2 separate regions of the Sus scrofa genome follow, and region 2 is linked to region 1. The links are chromatin contacts, called in public Hi-C maps. All regions are on one chromosome and are shown on one strand. The core of a region is the stretch at or near the end of the contact, and the rest is flanking DNA. Distances in the headings are between cores, read along the strand shown. Region 1 holds the start of MTMR9 (myotubularin-related protein 9). Region 2 holds the start of FDFT1 (farnesyl-diphosphate farnesyltransferase 1).

The links. A called contact is a pair of places that touch in the nucleus more often than the background predicts.
Region 2: a Hi-C map of skeletal muscle shows a contact between it and region 1, with 5 times the contacts expected there. The contact joins the promoter of FDFT1 here to the promoter of MTMR9 in region 1. A contact is called at or near these places in 2 of 47 Hi-C or Micro-C datasets (heart right ventricle and skeletal muscle) and 1 of 2 datasets of contacts at active chromatin or transcription factors (alveolar macrophages).

Annotation. Positions count from the first base shown.
Region 1 is chr14:14,455,569-14,459,856 of Sscrofa11.1, forward strand. It overlaps MTMR9 (myotubularin-related protein 9), which reads left to right and starts at 2,406. Exons shown (of 10, transcript XM_021072388.1): 1 at 2,406-3,050. The coding sequence starts at 2,869.
Region 2 is chr14:14,974,474-14,978,761 of Sscrofa11.1, forward strand. It overlaps FDFT1 (farnesyl-diphosphate farnesyltransferase 1), which reads left to right and starts at 1,786. Exons shown (of 8, transcript NM_001167648.1): 1 at 1,786-1,884. The coding sequence starts at 1,786. It also overlaps the pseudogene LOC100623855.

The DNA.
Region 1 (4,288 bases), core at 1,156-3,655:
CCTGAAGGATTATAGGCATTAGCAGGTCAAGGGACAAGGTACTGGGAGTAAGATAAGTATATACCAAACAGAAAGAATAGTCAGATTTGAGTGGTTTCTCAAACTCTCATGTGCACAAAAATCATCTAGGAAACTTGTTAAAATGTAGGTTCTGATTCAGTAGCTCTGAATTCTGACAAAGTTCCTGGGCAATAGTGATGATGCTGGTCCCTATTCTACACTTCGACTTGGTAGGCGAGGTGAGGTCTGCCATGCTGATCACTGCCTAAGGAACTAAATCACAAAGGGATTTGGAGTTAAGAAAAGAAAAGAGAAATTTAGAGCGGCAAAGAGGGCTTTAGCTCCCAAGTGGAATGTGAGTTGGAGGAGAACCCTACTCCAGGAAAGGTGACCAGCTGAGAGGCTTTCCTGTTAAGTAACAGTAGGTGAGAAATGATGGTACAAACTATGGCAGTGACCTCGGGGATGGAGCGAAATGGGGGAATTCAAGACCTGTTAGAAGATCAACATTTCAGTGATTGATTTGCTTGGAGGAGGAAGAGGATGGAGAACACAAGAAAGGCAAGGAACAAGGTTATCAGTTCCTTTCAGCTGTGTACAGTCAACATATATTACAAAGCTCAAGGAGAACAGCTGCTCATCAATGGCGCACAGAGGCAGTGCCTTTTCCAGCTGAGATGCTCCATTCCCCACAGTGGTGATGATCAAGTTGGCACTTAAGACATGCTAGTTAACACCTCAATGTTTACATATGAGTGCCATTTATTATCAGATAAAATGATAACAATCATATCTGTAAGGTGTCGACTGTTTTCTGTACATTATAAATGCCATCATCTTATTTGGTTTATCAGAATCCTCTGAGACCCTTATACCCAGGAGTTCAGATTATAACTTACTTGACTACAGCTTCACTTAAGAGCGAATGCCTATCCCATTACTGTTGAACTCTGCCATCTACTGCTCATATAGTAAGTTAACCTATTTTGCTCCCTACCTCCTTTAGTCTCTATTATTGAATGTTTTCTTCAGATCACAAGGGCTTTCTATGCTTGAAGTTTCAACCCAGAGAAGATGTCATTTTCTAATAGTTTCCGGTATTTCATTATTACAGTCCAGCATAATATTGACAGTTTTCTCTCGTGGGCAAAAAGAGTTTATGCCTTAATGGAATATTAAACATTTTAAAATTTACGGAGTTCCCATCGTGGCGCAGTGGTTAACGAATCCGACTAGGAACCATGAGGTTGCGGGTTCGGTACCTGCCCTTGCTCAGTGGGTTAACGATCCGGCGTTGCCGTGAGCTGTGGTGTAGGTTGCAGACGCGGCTCGGATCCCGCGTTGCTGTGGCTCTGGCGTAGGCCAGTGGCTACAGCTCCGATTGGACCCCTAGCCTGGGAACCTCCATATGCCGCGGAAGCGGCCCAAGAAATAGCAAAAAAAGATAAAAAAAAAATTAATGATATTATATTCTTTCCATAGGCTCTTTTTCAGGAAGAAGTCACGAAATTTCTAAAGAATTTTTCCTTAGTTCTAGTAGGCATCATCAAACTCGTCAGCTATCTTGGCTACACTTCATGCGGGTTGTAAATCTTACTCTAACTTCTCCATAACACTTTCCCTAATTTTTCATTTTGTAAGTAAATTTTCCCGTCCACAACTGGTAATTGCTATGATGAACTACACAGTGGGAAAACAACAAAAATTCCAAGTCAAGGAAAAAAAAAAAAAGCTTTATAAATCATTTCTCCTCGGTCTCCCTTCTCTGTTGCTTCCTGGCATAATCTAGGCGTCTGGAAGTAGTTTCGTTGGATTGTATTCAATGGCGAAACAGTGCAGTGGTGAACAATGCCCAGTGCCTTGGATTTCATAGACCTAGATTGAAAGAGCCGCTACAGATTAGCCGTGTTTTGGAAGTCACTGGAGCTTCCGTACAGGACATCGCTTCCTTTTCTGTGTATTGTATGTATTTCTTCCTAGGTCCCCCCTCTCACAGGTGTTTGTTCAAGGTCACAACCCCTGCGGCATCCGTCCTTGCCCCTCCCTTACACCTAGAGCGTCTCTGGAGTCATAATCACCGGTTCGATCCCACCTGCCGCCTTTTCACCGCGAATGGATGAAAATCGTCACAATTAACAGCAGCCTTCCGCTCTGAAGACGATTACTTGAAGAATTACTACTCAAGTGGAAGAAGGCAGATCAGGGACCTCTTCTTACCGTCCCTTTTCCCTCGGCCTTTTCTCCTAAGAAATATTTGTGTGGGTGGCGGATGCAGTGGGGGGCATACGGACAAAGAGCTTTTTCCTACTAGGAACACAAATCTTCAGTTCCGGCTGTATATCCGGAGGCATTTTCATAGGACATAGGCGGGGGTCAGACATCCGAGTCTGACTTCCTGTCATATGAATTTCAAGCTCGCCGCTTCCGCCCGGAGTTGCTCTAGGCTCCCGCTGCGAGCAGCTACTTCCGCCAGGAGTCCTTAGGGTCTCAGTTTTAGACTCTGACCCTAGGGCGGCCTCCTCCTCCTCCTTGCATCCTTCCCACCCGGGGCCGGGTCCCTAGGTGCGGCGGTAGCTGTTGGGTTTGTCGCGGAGCGTCCTCACTACACGAGTCCTCGGCCTGGGGCGGGGACTGAGCGGTGTGGCAGAGACGCTCGGCCTGGCCCAGCCCAGATCTTTCACTGGCCAGTGACGGTGGCCAGGGGCCTCGCCGCGCCTACCCCGGCTTGGGGCGGGGCGCGGCCACCCCGCCCCGGCTCCCGCCCCTCCGGCCTGCCCAGTGCCGGGTCGTTCCCTTCAGCCCTGCGGCGGTGTAACCTTCTCGCACCTCCCGGACTCGGCAGTCCCCTGGCTCCGGCCGCTGGGGAACATGGAGTTTGCGGAGCTGATTAAGACGCCGCGGGTGGACAACGTGGTGCTGCACCGGCCTTTCTACCCGGCCGTCGAGGGGACCTTGTGTCTGACTGGTCACCACCTGATCCTGTCGTCCAGGCAGGACAACACGGAGGAGCTGTGGCTCCTCCATTCAAACATCGACGCCATCGACAAGCGGTGAGTGCCTACCCCACCCCCTCCCTATTCTGCGGGGAAAGTGGGGTCGTCAGGTGCACGTCTGCGAGAACGTGCCCCAGTGTTTTCTTCGCCTCCTGTCGCCCAACTAGCCAGCAGAACGAGCCTCCTCCAGTCCAGATTGAGGATTTGAGTTTTAGAAAGCAGAAAACCATCCAAATGAGATATGTGGTTTCTGTTAAATCTAACTGGAATTCCCAGGGGTATCACGTGGTTTTTTTTTATCCTGATTGCCATTTTTGGTATATACCACTATTTGGGTGGATTTGCAACGTTTTCTTTTAAAATTTCTTCTTCACCATCATATTCCTTGAATATTAATTGTCCATCATAGTTCATGAAGTTGTGATTGATGTGATTTTGGTGAAATCTTTACTTGCCACTTCTGAGCAAAACTCAACTCAGTATAAATGCCACAAAACCTTTCCCCCCTCTTAAAAATGTTCAGTTTATCATATTTCTCCTTACTTTTATTTTCCAAGTCATCAACTTAACACTTCCCATTATGGGAGATTATAACGTCTTCTATTTATCTTTGTTCTGCTTTTGGAAAGAACACAATTGGCTCTTAAACCAAGGCATTAATTAACCTCTTTTTTGCATCCCACTCTGTCCTTCCAGGGTAGTGTCTCAGAGTCATAAAGTTATCTTTTATCATCACAATTCCCAGAGGCTCTGTGTACTTAATGTAGCCCAAAGAAGGTCAATTGGTTATCCAATTTACACTAAGATATAAATGATTGACATCAGCTTTTTCAATTACCTCTCAGGAGAATTAGGATATTAAGATTCCTAGAGAGGGTACACCTTAAGGGAAAATACTATCTAACAATAGAAGTTAAACACTATATGAGGAAGTGGTGATAGAGTTATGGTTTCAAACAGAGGGATCCTGCTGAACTCCTGAAATCACATTCTCCTGTGTAAAAGTTTTTAATATTCTCTCCTTGCCTGCATATAATGTCGACACCCCTTAGTCTGTCTTGCTGGCACTCCTTATTCTGGCCCTACCTACTTCTTGCCATTCCCTTTCCTGAACTCTTTTTACCAGCCAGTCCTCACTATTTATTTATTTATTTGCTCATCCTTGTCCTGCATTCTCTGATGTCTGTATTTTACTGACATTCTCTTCCTTCTGCCTGGAATGCCTTGCTCCTCCCAAATTTGTTAAACATTTATTGAATGTTGTTACATTTCAGACATTTTGTGAAGCATTAAGG
Region 2 (4,288 bases), core at 536-3,035, 520 kb after region 1:
ACATTTTCATGAAGGCTAGAAGTTTGCTCACTTTGTGGGGGTCCATGACCCGGGCGCAGTGGGAGGCGGCCGGCTCAGCTGTGGCTGTGGCCCCATTCCAGGCCCAGGCGCTGGCTCAGCGTAGCATAAGGGGGCCTTGATTTTATCTTGAAAGGGATTTCTTTTATGGAATTTGAAATGAAAAGACGGTAGGCAAGAGTGAAATAATCAAGTGTGTGTTTTAGATACAGTTACTTGAGCTATCACAAGGGAATGGATGGAGAGAGATGGGAAGCTGATCTTAAAATAGTTTGGGAGAGAAGTTGGGGCTTGAACCTTGATGGAGAAGAGAGATTAAGACGAGAGATGTTTAGGAGTTCCCGCTGTGGTGCAATGGGATCAGCGGCGTCTCTGCAGTGCCAGGACACAGGTTTGATCACCAGCCTGGCCAGTGAGGGTTGGGGGATCCCGAGGTGCCACAGCTGTGGGCATAGGTGGCAGCTGTGGCTCGGATCTGATCTCTGGCTCTGGGAACTCAAAATGCCGCGAGGCAGCCAAAAAAATATGAGAGACGTTTGTTTCTTGGACTCCAGAGAACGCATGAATGACTTCCAAAGGGTGGATGTAGGGAGAGCAGAGAGAGGTTAGGGATGACATCTGTATTTTATATATAATTAGGCCACTGGGAGACTGTTAGTGCCTTTTGCAGGTTCAGTGAGAAAGTTGTTAGGATAGGTTAAGTCTGCCACTTGTGGGGGACAGCAAAGTGTTGCATTATTATGTGGAGTTCCTTGGCGGTAGAGTGGTTAGGACTCAGCGATTTCACTGCTGCAGCTGGGGTTCAGTCCCTGGTCAGGGAACTGAGATCCTACATTGAGCCACTGCACACCACCCCCTCCCTGGGGCGGTGGAGAAAGGGATTAAAAATGGGGGTGAGAGAGGCAATGGGGATAGAAGGCTCCACAGGCAGTGATTGTAAGCCTCTCCTAGGGACTTTGACCTTTACTAAGTGAACTGGTGAGACATTGCGGGGGTTTTCAGGCAGTGATCCCGATCTGACATTAATTTTAAAAAGGATCACTGGTTGCTGTGTTAATATAAATTTAACGGCTGGGAGAGCAAGCAGTTTCCTGGGCTTGTGAGAGATTTAGAATAGAGATAAAATTTTCCTCATCACCTTCGGAAGGGTCGAAGAAACGCTTCAAATCCATTTTGGGAACTAAATTTGGATGCTCGGAAGCCTCAGGCCGATCCCACCCACAGTGAGTCTTGGCTTCTCTCCAGGAAGAACTGATTTGGCCAGCAGGGCAAACAAGCATTCAGCTTATTAACAAAATCCTAGCGGACATTGGCCAAGAGAACCTCTAAGGAACTTAGTTCCGCTTAGAGGCTGAGCAGATCTGGCTCTGGGCAGGATAGGCGGAGATAACAAGGGCCCGCCCCCACCAGGAATGCCAATCTCACCCCTCCTCCTCTTTCTCACCCTCCAATTAGCCTCTAGGATGTGGTCCTCACGCCAGACTCATCCTGCCGCCGATTGGCCAGCATCTTCCTGGTGCGAGCGGCCCTGGCCAATCAGCGCCCGTCAGTCCACCCCGCGAGCCCACAGGCTGCGGCGCGAGAGCCGGAGGCCGGTGGAGGTTGGAGGGGAAGTGGGCGTGGCGCCGTTTCTCGGGGCCCGCCACGCCAGCCCCGCCCTCCCGCCGCGCCTCCTTCGCTTAATGCTTGGTTAAGTGCGGACCGGTGCCAGCCCGAGGTATCCTCGAGGTGAGACCAGATTTCGGATAGTTGGCCGCTGCCAGCAGCATGGAGTTCGTGAAGTGCCTGGGGCACCCCGAGGAGTTCTACAATCTGCTGCGCTTCCAGATGGGGGGCCGGCGGAAGGTGATACCCAAGATGAATCAGGTGGGCCGAGCATCTCTGCACCCTGGCGGAGCCGGGAGGCTGCGCTGGACGGTCGGCTTCCGGGCCTGGCTGATCCGACCCCAAATCGAGAGCTGCAGCCAGCGCTGCCAGAAGCCTCGGACTCTCTCCTTCCCTCTGAGGAGCAGACCCCTGCCCTGTCAGGCAGCCCCACCCGCCCAGCCTGGGTCCGCTCCCCGTAATCCAACATCCGGCCTGGCTGACCTTGGTCCCCTAGGCGTCCTCACCAAGTGGTCTTGCTGCTTAAAATGTTTCTGCTCGTTTAAGACATTGCTCTTCAGGTAGTTTTGCTTCTAATTTCGTTCTGTCCCCGAGCATTGATATTTTTCTGTGTTCTAAATACGTGGGTTGCAAAACTGAGACTACATGGGTAGAGGACGTGTGAGAGGATTTTGTGAACGTCATGAACTATGCAGATATTGTCACGAATACCTCTTCTGGAATGAAACCTTACTCATCCTTCCATTTTTCAGTTACACCATCTCCTCCATAAACTTCTTCCTCTGATCAGCAGGATCCATGCCTTCCTCCTCAGAGCTCCCTCAGTTTTTTTGGAACGTGGTATCTGCTCTTGCAAGTGCTTCCTTGTTGTCTTTATGTATGTTGATTAGCTACACTACTGGCAGCTCACGGCCGGACTTGGTTTTGTTTATGTTTCATCTGCCTCACTCGTGTACCCTTTGTTAAGTGAATGCTTACAAAGGTATTTATTCTAACAAGAAAAAATTATTCTTAAGTGATTATTGAATGAATAGACACATTCAGCCAAATTAGTGGGTTATAGCAAGAGTTCTGAATTATTTTTCCCAATGGAAATACCACAAATACTGTTCTTTGTTTAAATTTACTCTTAGTTGTTGTCCTTTATTAAAACATTTACGTTTTCCATCGGAAAGAAAAGTTTTCCTATTATCTCGTAACTTAGAATCCTCATCCTTCAAGTCTAGCCTCCATCTGTTGACTAGCCTCCACCTCTGTTGACTATTTAGCAGCCATTTATTAAACACCTGTTCTGTATTTAGGTATTATACGGGTTGCAGCATGGCAGAATGACATGTATAGATAAATAAGACACCCAGAGAGCTCATTATCTTGTCAGGTCGATAAAATGTAATAAAGCTACTATTATTTTTCCTGCGTTTGTAGATGAAGAAACAGGCATAGAGAGGCTAATTATTACCTGAGGTCTTCTCACAGCTGTTCAGTGGCCATTGACCCTGGCAGTCTGATTTCCAGAGCTCCCTCTCCTGACCCTATCATGCTGCTTGCCATTGAGGAGACAGGCCACTGAGTCACATTCAGCGGAAGATCATCCAGATTCAGCTAAAAGTTGAACATACTTTGTGTGATGGACACACCTGGAAACTATCCCTTTAGTGGCTCCTAGTCTGATGGAGAACAGGTGTATGAAAGATCACCTAGGAAGTGTCAAGTAATTTAAAGTACATTCACATTTCAGGACATTTTAGTGAAGAGGAAATGTTTTCCAGCAAAGAGTTTTCAGAAAACACAGGAAAAGCACTTTGTATGCTGTAGGGCTTTGAAGAGATGCTAGTTTTAGATCAGTAGGAAAAGCCAATGTGAGCCAAGTCATGTAGTTAGGACTGAGCTCTGTGTGTGTGTATGTAATGAAACCAGCCTGGCTGGAATTGGGGACTCCAGTTAGAAGAGCAAAGTTCAGTGAGTACCTGTAGGAAGCCAGGGGCTGTACTGAATTCAGTAAAACAGGCAGTGGTTGCATGCAAGACTATGACATGATCAAAGCAATGTTTTTGGAACAGTAATTTGACAGGTGAACAAGATTATAAGATTATATAGAGAGATGATCAAATTAATAGCGGTAATAATATTAATAGACACTATTTATTGAGTTCTCTGTGCTCTGTGCCAGGCACTGGCTAAAGCTCTGGAAGTCTGTTATCTCAGAGTGTCAGTTGGTTTTCACTGAGTAACATCCCAGAACTGAGTGGTTTAATTTTGGAGATTGGGTGCTCAACAGTGTGACTGTACTGAAAACTATTGAACTGCGTGCTTCAAAATGGTCAAGATGGTAAATTTCGTGTTATGTGTTTTACCATTATTTATGTGTTATTATTTTTTTCTTTTTAGGGCCACACCTGGGGCATATGGAAGTTTCCAGGCTAGGGGTCTAATCAGAGCTTCAGCTGCTGGCCTACACCACACCCACAACAATGTGGGATCTGAGCCACATCTGTGACCTATGCCACAGCTCACGGCAATGTTGGATCCTTAACCCACTGAGCAAGGCCAGGGATCGAGCCTGCATCCTCATGGATACTAGTTGGGTTCTTAACCCGCTAAGCTATAATGGGAACTCATATTTTACCATAATTTAAACACCAGATTTAGTGACTAAATAATAAGT